Linked DNA regions of Sus scrofa: all the other regions are linked to region 1. A link is a contact called in public HiChIP or PLAC-seq and promoter capture Hi-C data. All regions are on one chromosome and are shown on one strand. The core of a region is the stretch at or near the end of the contact, and the rest is flanking DNA. Distances in the headings are between cores, read along the strand shown. Region 1 holds the start of ENC1 (ectoderm-neural cortex protein 1). Region 2 overlaps LOC102160872 (a long non-coding RNA gene). Region 3 has its middle 17 kb from the start of TRNAR-UCG.

Region 1 (3,176 bases), core at 591-3,090:
TCCAATGGCTACAGGAGTTCACTCCTTTTCCAGCCCCCACTTGCTTAGCAAAGCTATTTGCAGAGACATATAAACTTTGCTGCTCCCCCTGGTTAATGACACTCTGCAGTTTCCGGGTGGTAAAGATGCAACAGAAACAGATGGCCTATTCCTGGCTCAGTGGCTTCCTGTGGCAAAATCCCTAGCCAACCAACCGAACTGAGGATATGTTTTATTCCTAGGCAGGATCATCACGGTACAGTTCCAGGTGGATTAGGTAAGTAACTGAAGGAAGAAGGAAATACTTCTCTTTAATGAGAAAGCGTGTTAATTTATACAGACCCCCCCCCCCCAGTCCCAACCCCTTCCCCACCTACCAATGAAAGTCTTTAGTAGGACCAACCTGCTAACCTTTGACCCACAACCCAGACAAACAAAGAGCCTGGAGGAAGTGCCTTAAGAGGCTGCACTGGTCAGCTTCCCCCAAACCTTGCCACAGGCTCTAGAAACATGTTTTTAAAAGACATGTGCAATAGCTACACGTTTTTCCCTCCGGGCTTTTCAGCACCCATCTCTGGTGTCTACGGCGGTGTTTCTATCTGTCTGGTTTTTGCTGATTTTATCCGTATCTTCAGAACTGGGCATGCTTGCCGACTCCCCCTGTCCAACCTCGCAGATGGCAGAACCCTTGCGTGGGTCTGACCGGGAACTGATCTGGCCTCTCTGGCTTTGTGAAGCAGTCTTGAGCTGAGACTCTGCATAACAAATTAAAATATGAAACAGATTTGTAAAGGCTCGTGGTGAGGCTGAGGAGTTAATGCTAACAAAGGACTTCAGAGGGCACTGTCTTTCTTTGTTTGCAAGGAGCACAATTTTTCGGGAGGGATCCTGAAGTGGGATGAGAATAAAGGACCGACAGAGTCTCGGTTTCAGCAGTCTTCAGACTCAGGGTGTGCCAGGCGGGCCTCTTTAGACTGTTTAAACCATTTCTGCTTCTGATATTTAAAAGAAAGCTGAGAAGTGGGGGAGTGGGGAGAGAAAATTCCATCGTGGATCCCCACTCTAGCCATAGGGCTGGGCCACTGCAAGAGGCTCTCCAACTGGATATGTCACATCTTCCTGGGCCTCAGTTTGCTAACCTGCAAAACGAGGGGGCTTGACCGGTGATCTCTACAGTTCATTCATATACTTTACTCCAAATACCTAGTAAAAAGAAAAACAAGCATTTCAGCTCCCAGGGGAAAGACAAGCCCTTGGTCCTAAGATCAAAAATGGGTTTCATAAATAGTGATGGCCGTTTGAGATTAGTTCTCTAATCGCCTTCTTTCTCGTGGCATGCGGCTCTTCAAACGTGTATGCTGAACCATCTCTTTGCTGAACTAATCAGCGATAAAACACAGGAAGGGACCCTGTCTGAGAGGGCGATTGAGGCTTTATCGCTACGGAGAGAAGGCGGCGTGGCCGCTCCTTGGAGTAGTTCGCTTTGAATCAAGCGGCCGCGACGATTGGCTGCGAAGCACGTGGTAGCCTACCGGACAGCGCCGGGTTGTTGCTGCCTGGGGCAGAGTCCAGCGGCGGGAGCCGCACCCGCGGGGGCGTAGGGAGAGAGGGAGGGAGGAAGTGGGGGGGAGACGACAGGGGCTCGAGTCTTCCTGGTCCCTAGCCACAGAGAAACCCTACAGGCCGGCTTTGTCCAACCTGCAGTGTCCCCCAGAGTATCCAAAATTGTGTCCTAACCCAGCCACTGTCCTCCCTCCAGGTGTCCCATTCACTACGCGGGCTCTGCGCGCTTAGGACGCGTGCCGCGGACACCCAGCTCGCCCTTCGGCGCCCTTTCCCGAGCATCTCGCAGGCTCTCGCAGCGTGGGCCTCACAACGCGGAGCTGCGCTCCCTGGTCTTGGGTCCCTCAGCACCCCTCTGGGCCAGAGGCGCAGACACTCCGATCTGGGAAAACTTGTTTTAATCTCGGTCCCCAAGGGCTGCAGCTGCTCAAGGCTGAGATTCTGTGTCCGCTTTGTCTCTCTCCCCTTGCCGCATCCCCCTCCCCCGTTTCCTCTCTCGATTAACTCCCCCGACAAGCTCTCCTCCGGCTCTTCTTTTCCTCCTCCACCTCCTCCTCCTCCTCTTCCTTCTCCGCCGGCAGTATTCACGCGCTTCCCTCCCTCCCTTCATCCCTCCCTCCCCTGGTGTCACTCTTTGCCTACGCGATCTCTCCCCGCCCCTCCCTCCCCTCCGCGCCGCTTATAGCTGGGCTCTGGGCCGCTGGGCGCCGACTGCTCCGGCAGCTGGAGAGAAGGCGGCTCGGCAGTGGCGCTGCTGAGACCGGGTCGAGACGCCAAGCAGCCGCGGCGCGCACGGCGCTTTCCAGCTCCCTCCCCCGAGTGCACAGCCCGCCTCCTTCCGCGGTGCCTGCAGCCGCGGGCCACTCTCCCCTCCCGAGAGCACTCAGAGAGCCGCTCCGCGGGTGGCGGGCGCAGAGTCCGCGGTGTGGGGATCTTGAGGCCGCGGCGATCTGCCCGCGGTAACCAGCCCGCGAACCAGAGCCCCATGCGCACTCCTTTCGCCCCGGCAGTCGCTGTTGCTCCCTGGGGTTGAGATCGCTGCTTCCTCGCCTCCCCGCCCTGTGACCGAGGCAAGAACCCAGCTGGTTGTGTGCTGTGGCCGGTCGCCACTGCTGTAAGTTTCCTCTACCGCCGCGTACCTGTTGCGGGCGCCGCGGGTTTCAAGGGCTGCCCGGCCTGCGAGAGTGTGCTCTCGCAAGGGGGGTGTGTGCGCCCCAGAGCGAGAAACTCCGACCTAGGCGGCGGTGGCGAGATCTTCTCCCGGCGGAGACCGGGTGTCTGCCACTGCCCTCCCGCAGCAAGCAGAGCCGGGCATTGCGGGAGGGGCCTCCTCCGGCGGCGCGCCGCCGGGGCGAGCTGCTGGAGCTGCTGGCGAGCGAAGAGCTGAGCCAGGGTACGATCCATCCCTTCTCCACGCAAAGAGCGCTTGCAGGGGGGCGCGGAATTGCTGGTCCACGTTGCATCCTTACCCGCACAGGGAGCATCGGGGCCACGCACAGACACCCCTCTTGAGAGCGTTAACCGCGGCCAGATATGTGTAGGAAATGAATGAAAACTGGTTTCTGAAAAATGTTTCTTCTCATGCAGATATTTGGCCTGTAGTGTTAACATGATTAGTTTCGAAGAATAGGAAT
Region 2 (3,154 bases), core at 280-2,779, 370 kb after region 1:
ATAGTGATGGCCTTAAAGTCTGTATATGCTTTTCTCCCTAGACAAGATTGTTTATAAACACTAGAATTGATTAATATCAAAAGACCCGCCCAAATAATGGAAAGGAATGCTACAGAGAGAAGCCAGAAGCCATGGACTCTGCAGCTCACATTCTTTTCTGAAGGCATCACTCTTTAGGAGAGCAACAAAGGCCCGCTTGCTGAATTAGGGATGGGGTGGCAATCAGAACTTCGAATTTCTTGGCATTTGCTAGTTTGAGGCTTAACCTTCTGAATACTTGAACATAATTACATGTGGTTTCTTAAAAGAGCCTCAAACAAAGCAAATCATTTAAGGAATGTCCTAAAAGACGTATCATTTAAAGAAAACTATGCTTTAGTCTCTCCAGACCTGAACATACCTTTAAAGAGACTTTTTCATGAATTGCTGGAATTTTCAACAACACAAAAAAGACGATAATCCTGTAAACTCAAATTTCTCCTGACTCATGGTATCCAAACTACCCCCAAATGTTCCTTCCAATAATTCTTTTAAACGCGTAATTTCAAAGCAAAAAAAAATCAGCTTTGAAAACATGCAACCAGACCTCATTTACCAGGGAACCTGAAAGAAAGCAGGCAGGGACCAGAGTGCAGCAGTGGTGAGCCTATTTTAGGGAAGATGTTTTAATAAAAGGAGATACGTAAGAGTACAGTACCTCAGTTAGGAAATCACTTGGAAAAGGGCTAATTTGGGTCTTTAGAAATGTATAGACTTTCTTTTCCAACCTGTGCCTCATCCTTAATATTAATATCTAATATTTATTGAGCACTAGGTCTAGGCAAACTACTTTACACAAATTACTTCACAAATTCTCATGGCAGCTCTTTTATTCCTCTTTTGCATGAGGAAAACAGAAAGTAGAAAGTTAATTGCCTGAGTTAGTGTGTGATTTGTGGTGCCAGTACATACTCTGGTCTGTATGACTGGAGTCTGCTTTTCCAGTCCTCCAAATCCTCTCTGGACCTGCTGCCTACTCCATCAGCAACATAATGGCATTGAGCTACTAATGGCATTTTTGTAGCCTTTTCCCTCCTGGGAGGGTCTGAGTGGAGTCCGTTCCATGAGGTTCCACTGCCTGAAAACTGTGGCCATCTCCAAGTGCATCTGTTTGCCTGCCTGTGCCTTTAACCTAATGATACCCAATGCACAGAACCCTGCTGCTCTTAACTGTTGGCCAGTGGACAGCTGTAATAAGTGGGGGTGGAGCCAGCATTTGTCAGAGGCCTAGATGGTTTGGTAACAGTGTTTCCAAGGATGAGATTAGATCCTTAAGGATTTATTCTAATACGTGGCCTCCCCAAAGCACAATCCTGTGGTTTCATATCTCTTTCCATGTCCCAGAGGTCATTCCTTCTCTACGTCTCTATTCTAATGCGTTGTGGCCCAAACGTATTATGGGCTGACTCTGGGGCTTAGAATAGTAGTGGAAGGTTAAATGGGTGAAGGCTGGCTGGTTTCCTGGCACAATGTTCCAAGGCATTGGCTGTGGCTCTATTTATAACTCGTACTCAACCGCAGCAGGGACGTTAGTGCTCACAACCTGTTATGTGTGGGCATGTTTGGGAGGGGGGGTGGTGATGGGCACCAGCACTATCCAGCTTGCAGTCATTTTTAAGGGACAAAGACTTCATGAAGTGTAGGTGTGCACAGAAAGCTTATCCTAAGCAGTAAGTTGGAAAGTGTTGGGTACCTGCCATGTGCTGGACATGGTGTAAGGTGATGGGGTAGAACTGTAAGCAGAGCAGACACAGGACCTGCTTCGGGGACTTCAGCCTATTGAGGGAGGTAAACAGGAAAGGAAATGATCCCTGTGGTTTGAGCGCTCATGGACAGGTGCCTGGGGTTCTGGGAGCCTAAATAGAGAAACTGAATATAATCAGGGATATTGGGGCAGGTTTCTTGAGAACTTAGGGACTGAGCTGAGATCCGAACAAAGATATGAACTAGACAAAGGCAATCTTTCCAGGCCAGACTCTGAAGCCGTGCAGCTGGACAGAGTACAGCCTGAACCTCTCTGACTACAGGAAGTAGGAATGCAGGAGAGAGTGGCCTTCTACCCCTGGTCCCACCCTCTAGGCCCACACCCTCTCCAGAGCTATCGTTTCCACCACTCTTCTCTCCCTTCTGAAGTTATGGTCACTGACTGGTAGTGAAGAATGGCCAACAGGAGGCTGGCAATTTAGCCAAACCAATTCTATTTCCTTCAGAAAAGCAGCTGCTGGCGGTTTCAAAGCTGTACCCCTACTCTTAGATAGCTTTGATTTGTTCCCGAGTGTCTCTCCAACTGGTTTCTGGAAGGGCCCCTTCTTTAAAGTCATGGTCTAGACGGAGAACCTGCTGATGGAAGCAGCTGCTGGGCCCCCGGTGTCCCTTGCTAGCTCATTCTGGCCTCCAACCCCACCTGCAGTCAGGACAGAGGCCATTGATGGCCTCTGGGAGAACTGAAGGGCTCCAGTGAGCGGGTCGGCCCCTCTCCCTGTGACACAGAGGGCAGCCAGGAGGCCTTAGACCCAGTTCTCTGGGGTGGTTCCATCTGAGACAGACTGCCCTTGATAGGGTGGGTGGCAAAAGTATCTCTAGCTTCAGGAAATTTTCAATCCAACTAAAGTAGAAGGAACTACCCCCAGAAACAAAATAGAAGCAGATAAGAAATGCAGTTCCTCCTCTCCATCTACCCCAGTTGGGCTATTGCTTCTCTTCAGGGGCCAGGGAGCAGTGGACACTCTCCCCTCATTCCCACGGCTCCAGAGGCACAAGGATTTAAGTCTGGTTGACAAAAGCAGTGCGATTAGGTGCTTCCTCGGGAATCCTTCTTTGAGCACTTAACAGCCAGTACGGTTTTATTTTCCAAGAATGTGATTCAGAAAGAAAGGCTGCAGTTCCCAGACCTCTACCCATGGCTCCTCTCACATCCGAGGCCTTCATTGCTTACGTGTAAATGTAGATCTCACAGCAGCAGGAGAAAGTGCATCTCAGAGGCAAGACTCAGACCCCACACCAAATGATTGAGCCCGCCTGGCATACATCACCTTCACCCTTATACTCTCCTAGCCTGGGTGACCATGCTTCAAGCAGAGCCAGCCCTCACAGACACCAAAGTGTGGGGAGCATA
Region 3 (3,285 bases), core at 32-2,531, 450 kb after region 1:
ATAAAAACTTAAAAGCAAGATGGTAGCTGGAAAAACCAAAGAATCAAAGACAAGATCCAAGTAACTCTTTCTCTAGATTCTTTAGCATCCTAGAAAGTGTTCATTCAGTGGGGTGGGGGGGAGAGGTAGATGGAAGAAGGGAGTGCTTAAAGTCTTCACCTTAAAATGTTCTAGTCTCTCACTAATTATTTTTCCACACTTCTCTTGGAACTGCTTTTTAAATAAACAGACAAGAAATCGGAGTAACTTGGAATTAAGACCCTTTAGAAAAATACATAGCTATATGTTGTATTATTATGTTACATATTGTATTATTCATTCTCTGGGCTTTGGGATTATTTGTACTAAATAAATAATCTCACAGGCAAGTGCTTGTCATTTCTCATCAATTTCCGTTTTAAAAATGATGGTCTCAGTGAAAAATATATGCCTTAGTTTTCAAACTATTATCCCAACACTCTTGGGTTTTTCTGTTAGTGCTCCCAGGTTAGAAGTTTATAAGTAGATGGACTTCTGAAGTGCATGACCTCCCCAAATAGACTAATTGAAGAAAATACTAAAATGGATTCACGAATAACAAGAGTCCTGGCTAGCTAAAATCTGAGATTACTAAATATGGATTTGATTGCAGAATGTGCTAGATGCTGCCCCATTTTTTTTTCTTTCTTGGTCCCATCCCATCCCCAACACCTTCTAAATCTATTTGCACCAACTGACTAACCTCATTCGGGGTGAGCTGCTGCCTGAATGGAGTCTCGTGGGATTCAAATGTGTGTGGACGTATTTGGAGGGGCTAAGTGGTGGGAGATGGGTGGGGAACCAGGAGAAAGGTGGATTCCTCAAAGGAGAATTTACTGTGGGATGAAAGGATAAATATGGCTTGGCCAGTCAAACCAAACAGCAAGTTCTGCATGCTGTGTATTGTTTCTCCCTCCAGAGACAGTAGATGTTTCTGGAACATGTCTCTGGGTCTGAAATCCTCCCACCCCTTCTCCCTGGGGGCATTTGTCCATTCCTTGAAGAATGGGAGCTGGGTGTATAAACAGACAGGTGCTGCAATAAACCTTGTAATCACCCCGAGCCCAAGGAACCATGCTGTGGGACCGCCCATCAGAAGGAGACAGAGAAGGAATGAATGTTTTCCTTTCTACTTTACAGGAGACTGTGAAGCTGTCATGGTCCTGTGCTGACTGATAGCACTGGTGGTGGCCAGGGTGAATTAGCTGAACCTTGGCCAGGCAGAGGTCTTTGGGAAGGGGACCAGGTCAAAGGCAGGAATGTGGCTCTGGGAGGCAGGGTCTGCAGGTGACCACAGCTGCAAACAGCACAGGCCCAGGCAGGGGCAGCGGAGGTCAGAGCAGTGGGTGGCAGGGGTTCTTGGAAGCTGAGCCTGGGGAGCTGGGGCTGTGAGTGTAATGCCTCTAAGCTGATTCACAGATGGATATAAGTCACTCTTCGTGACGTTCCATAGACACATGGGGGGGACCATGGAAGGCATCCTACAAACAATTGGGAGTTTGGGGTTTCCAAGATGTGGGCAGTAGCAAACATGTCATTTCATTTGAATCCATATGGCTGGTTACACTGAGGATGTCTGAGATACAAATGAAATGGGTAGATCATTGAACAGTGGAAAAGCAGTGGCTTCTTTGTTGCAGCTACATATACAAATATACGTAGGTCAGTAAGGCACAGTCTGGTGGAATAAGTAGGACAGATGTACAACTAATTTTAAATTACGTAAGTATTAGTGGATGCTTTGAAGATGCTCAAACACAGTTTGTCCTCAGGCATGGTAACATTTAAATCTACTCCTTGCCTCCCTCTAATCTTATTTACACAGTGAGTTTGCTTAGCAAATATTCTCTAGCTAATGTCATGTTTGGAAGTGCTGCTCGCTTACATAACTGTGGGGACTCCAGCTCTGCTCCAGGGTAAATACAAGACACCTGGAGCCCAGAGGAACAAAGCTATTGGGCCCCACTGAGGTCTCAGTTTCTTGGAAGGGACCAAACGTCCATGTGACAGAGACTAGCAAGGCACTTGGTTAAGTGCAGACAGGACCCATGTTGGGAAGGGCTGGACCATCCTGAGCATCCAAGAGCCCTTAATCTGTCATTTTCAACCCTGACCACACATCAGAGTCACTGTGGAGCATTAATATGTCTGGTCCTGTGACAAGAACCCTGTGACAATCCAGCTAGGTCAACTGCAAAATTACAACGCGTCCTTCCTCTGCCTTGGTAACCCACCATCAAGTGCACGCAAGACTAGGAGCACCATTGTATGTCCACTAGGTCACTTACATAAAGTAGAAGAGGAGGGAAAGAAATCCCCATTCTTTATGTCTTACTCAGTTTCATGATAATTCCGACATCTGGCTACTTCGTAACATTTCTATTCATAAGAAGAGGGAAGCACCTCTCTGTGCCAAATGGGAAGGGATGAGCTGTAACTGGGTGTCATATCTGTCAGTCATCCTCATTGTTGGTAATGGAGGCTGGTTTTCTCTTTGCAAAGAGAAAAACTGTTCTGAGGTTGTGTCCACGCAGCATGACCTTCAATGACCTATTTCTCTGAGAACCTTCTCAGAAGGGAGCATCCTCTAGATCTGCTCTATCCTTTGAAATTATTCAAGACAAGCTATCTCACCAGCAGAAGACTGAGCAGTTTTACCTAACAATGTCTTGAGTAGAAAGGCAATCTAAGAGAGTTTGTTGAAAATCCTTTCTGCCTCATCCCTTTCTTTGAACTCAGAATCTTTTCATTTGCTACCTACTAAGACACTGTTCATTTGAGGTCAGGCAAGGAGGAAGGTGTGTCCCCTGATTTTTGGCCAGGGGTTTCTTTAAGACAGAGTCCTGCTCTTGTTCCAATGAGTCTGGACTATGCCTTCCCCTAAGATGTACAAGATCTGTTAGAAAATCAACATGTTGTGTTTTAGATTTGAATATGTCTGGAGCACTTACTTGGTGTTAAGTACAATGTGAGTCTGTCACCTGTGTATCTAGCTTAATCCCCCAACAACCCTGTTTTACCAGCTCAGAAACTGACTTAGAGTTGTTTGCAACCTGCTCAAGGTCATACAACAGTAAGGCGTTTAACAGGGAATTATACCTAGGAGGCTGTACACCTGCTGAAGATAGGCTGTAACCACCTTAACAGCCTCCCTCAGCAGCATCACTCACCTTCCTGCTCTCCTCCTGCTCCTCTCCCATTGCATGTGCCGTGTCAGAGCCACCAACTGCTGGGGTTTCTAAGACAGTAGGTGTGGGGCATTTCAAA

What was found. Promoter capture Hi-C pulls out the DNA fragments that hold promoters and counts their contacts. HiChIP or PLAC-seq counts read pairs in DNA pulled down with a chosen protein or histone mark.
Region 2: an H3K27ac HiChIP or PLAC-seq map of skeletal muscle shows a contact between it and region 1. The contact joins the enhancer-like site here to the promoter of ENC1 in region 1. A contact is called at or near these places in 3 of 5 promoter capture datasets (fetal liver, fetal skeletal muscle and liver), 10 of 47 Hi-C or Micro-C datasets (alveolar macrophages, brain, embryonic fibroblasts and 5 more) and 1 of 2 datasets of contacts at active chromatin or transcription factors (skeletal muscle).
Region 3: a promoter capture Hi-C map of fetal liver shows a contact between it and region 1, with 6 times the contacts expected there. The contact joins the enhancer-like site here to the promoter of ENC1 in region 1. A contact is called at or near these places in 3 of 5 promoter capture datasets (fetal liver, fetal skeletal muscle and liver), 8 of 47 Hi-C or Micro-C datasets (embryonic fibroblasts, heart right ventricle, liver and 3 more) and 1 of 2 datasets of contacts at active chromatin or transcription factors (skeletal muscle).

What each region holds. Positions count from the first base shown.
Region 1 is chr2:83,690,476-83,693,651 of Sscrofa11.1, reverse strand. It overlaps ENC1 (ectoderm-neural cortex protein 1), which reads left to right and starts at 1,840. Exons shown (of 3, transcript XM_003123701.5): 1 at 1,840-2,656.
Region 2 is chr2:83,319,491-83,322,644 of Sscrofa11.1, reverse strand. The region is part of intron 3 of LOC102160872 (a long non-coding RNA gene); the gene reads right to left. Among named protein-coding and RNA genes, the nearest start is that of TRNAR-UCG, 67 kb to the right of the region's middle. Within about 2 kb of position 1,529, at least 6 of the 83 cell types and tissues checked have an H3K27ac peak or open chromatin away from gene starts, as enhancers often do. A contact at or near this core is called in skeletal muscle, where this site is marked.
Region 3 is chr2:83,235,502-83,238,786 of Sscrofa11.1, reverse strand. No RefSeq gene overlaps it. Among named protein-coding and RNA genes, the nearest start is that of TRNAR-UCG, 17 kb to the left of the region's middle. Within about 2 kb of position 1,281, at least 4 of the 83 cell types and tissues checked have an H3K27ac peak or open chromatin away from gene starts, as enhancers often do. A contact at or near this core is called in fetal liver, where this site is marked.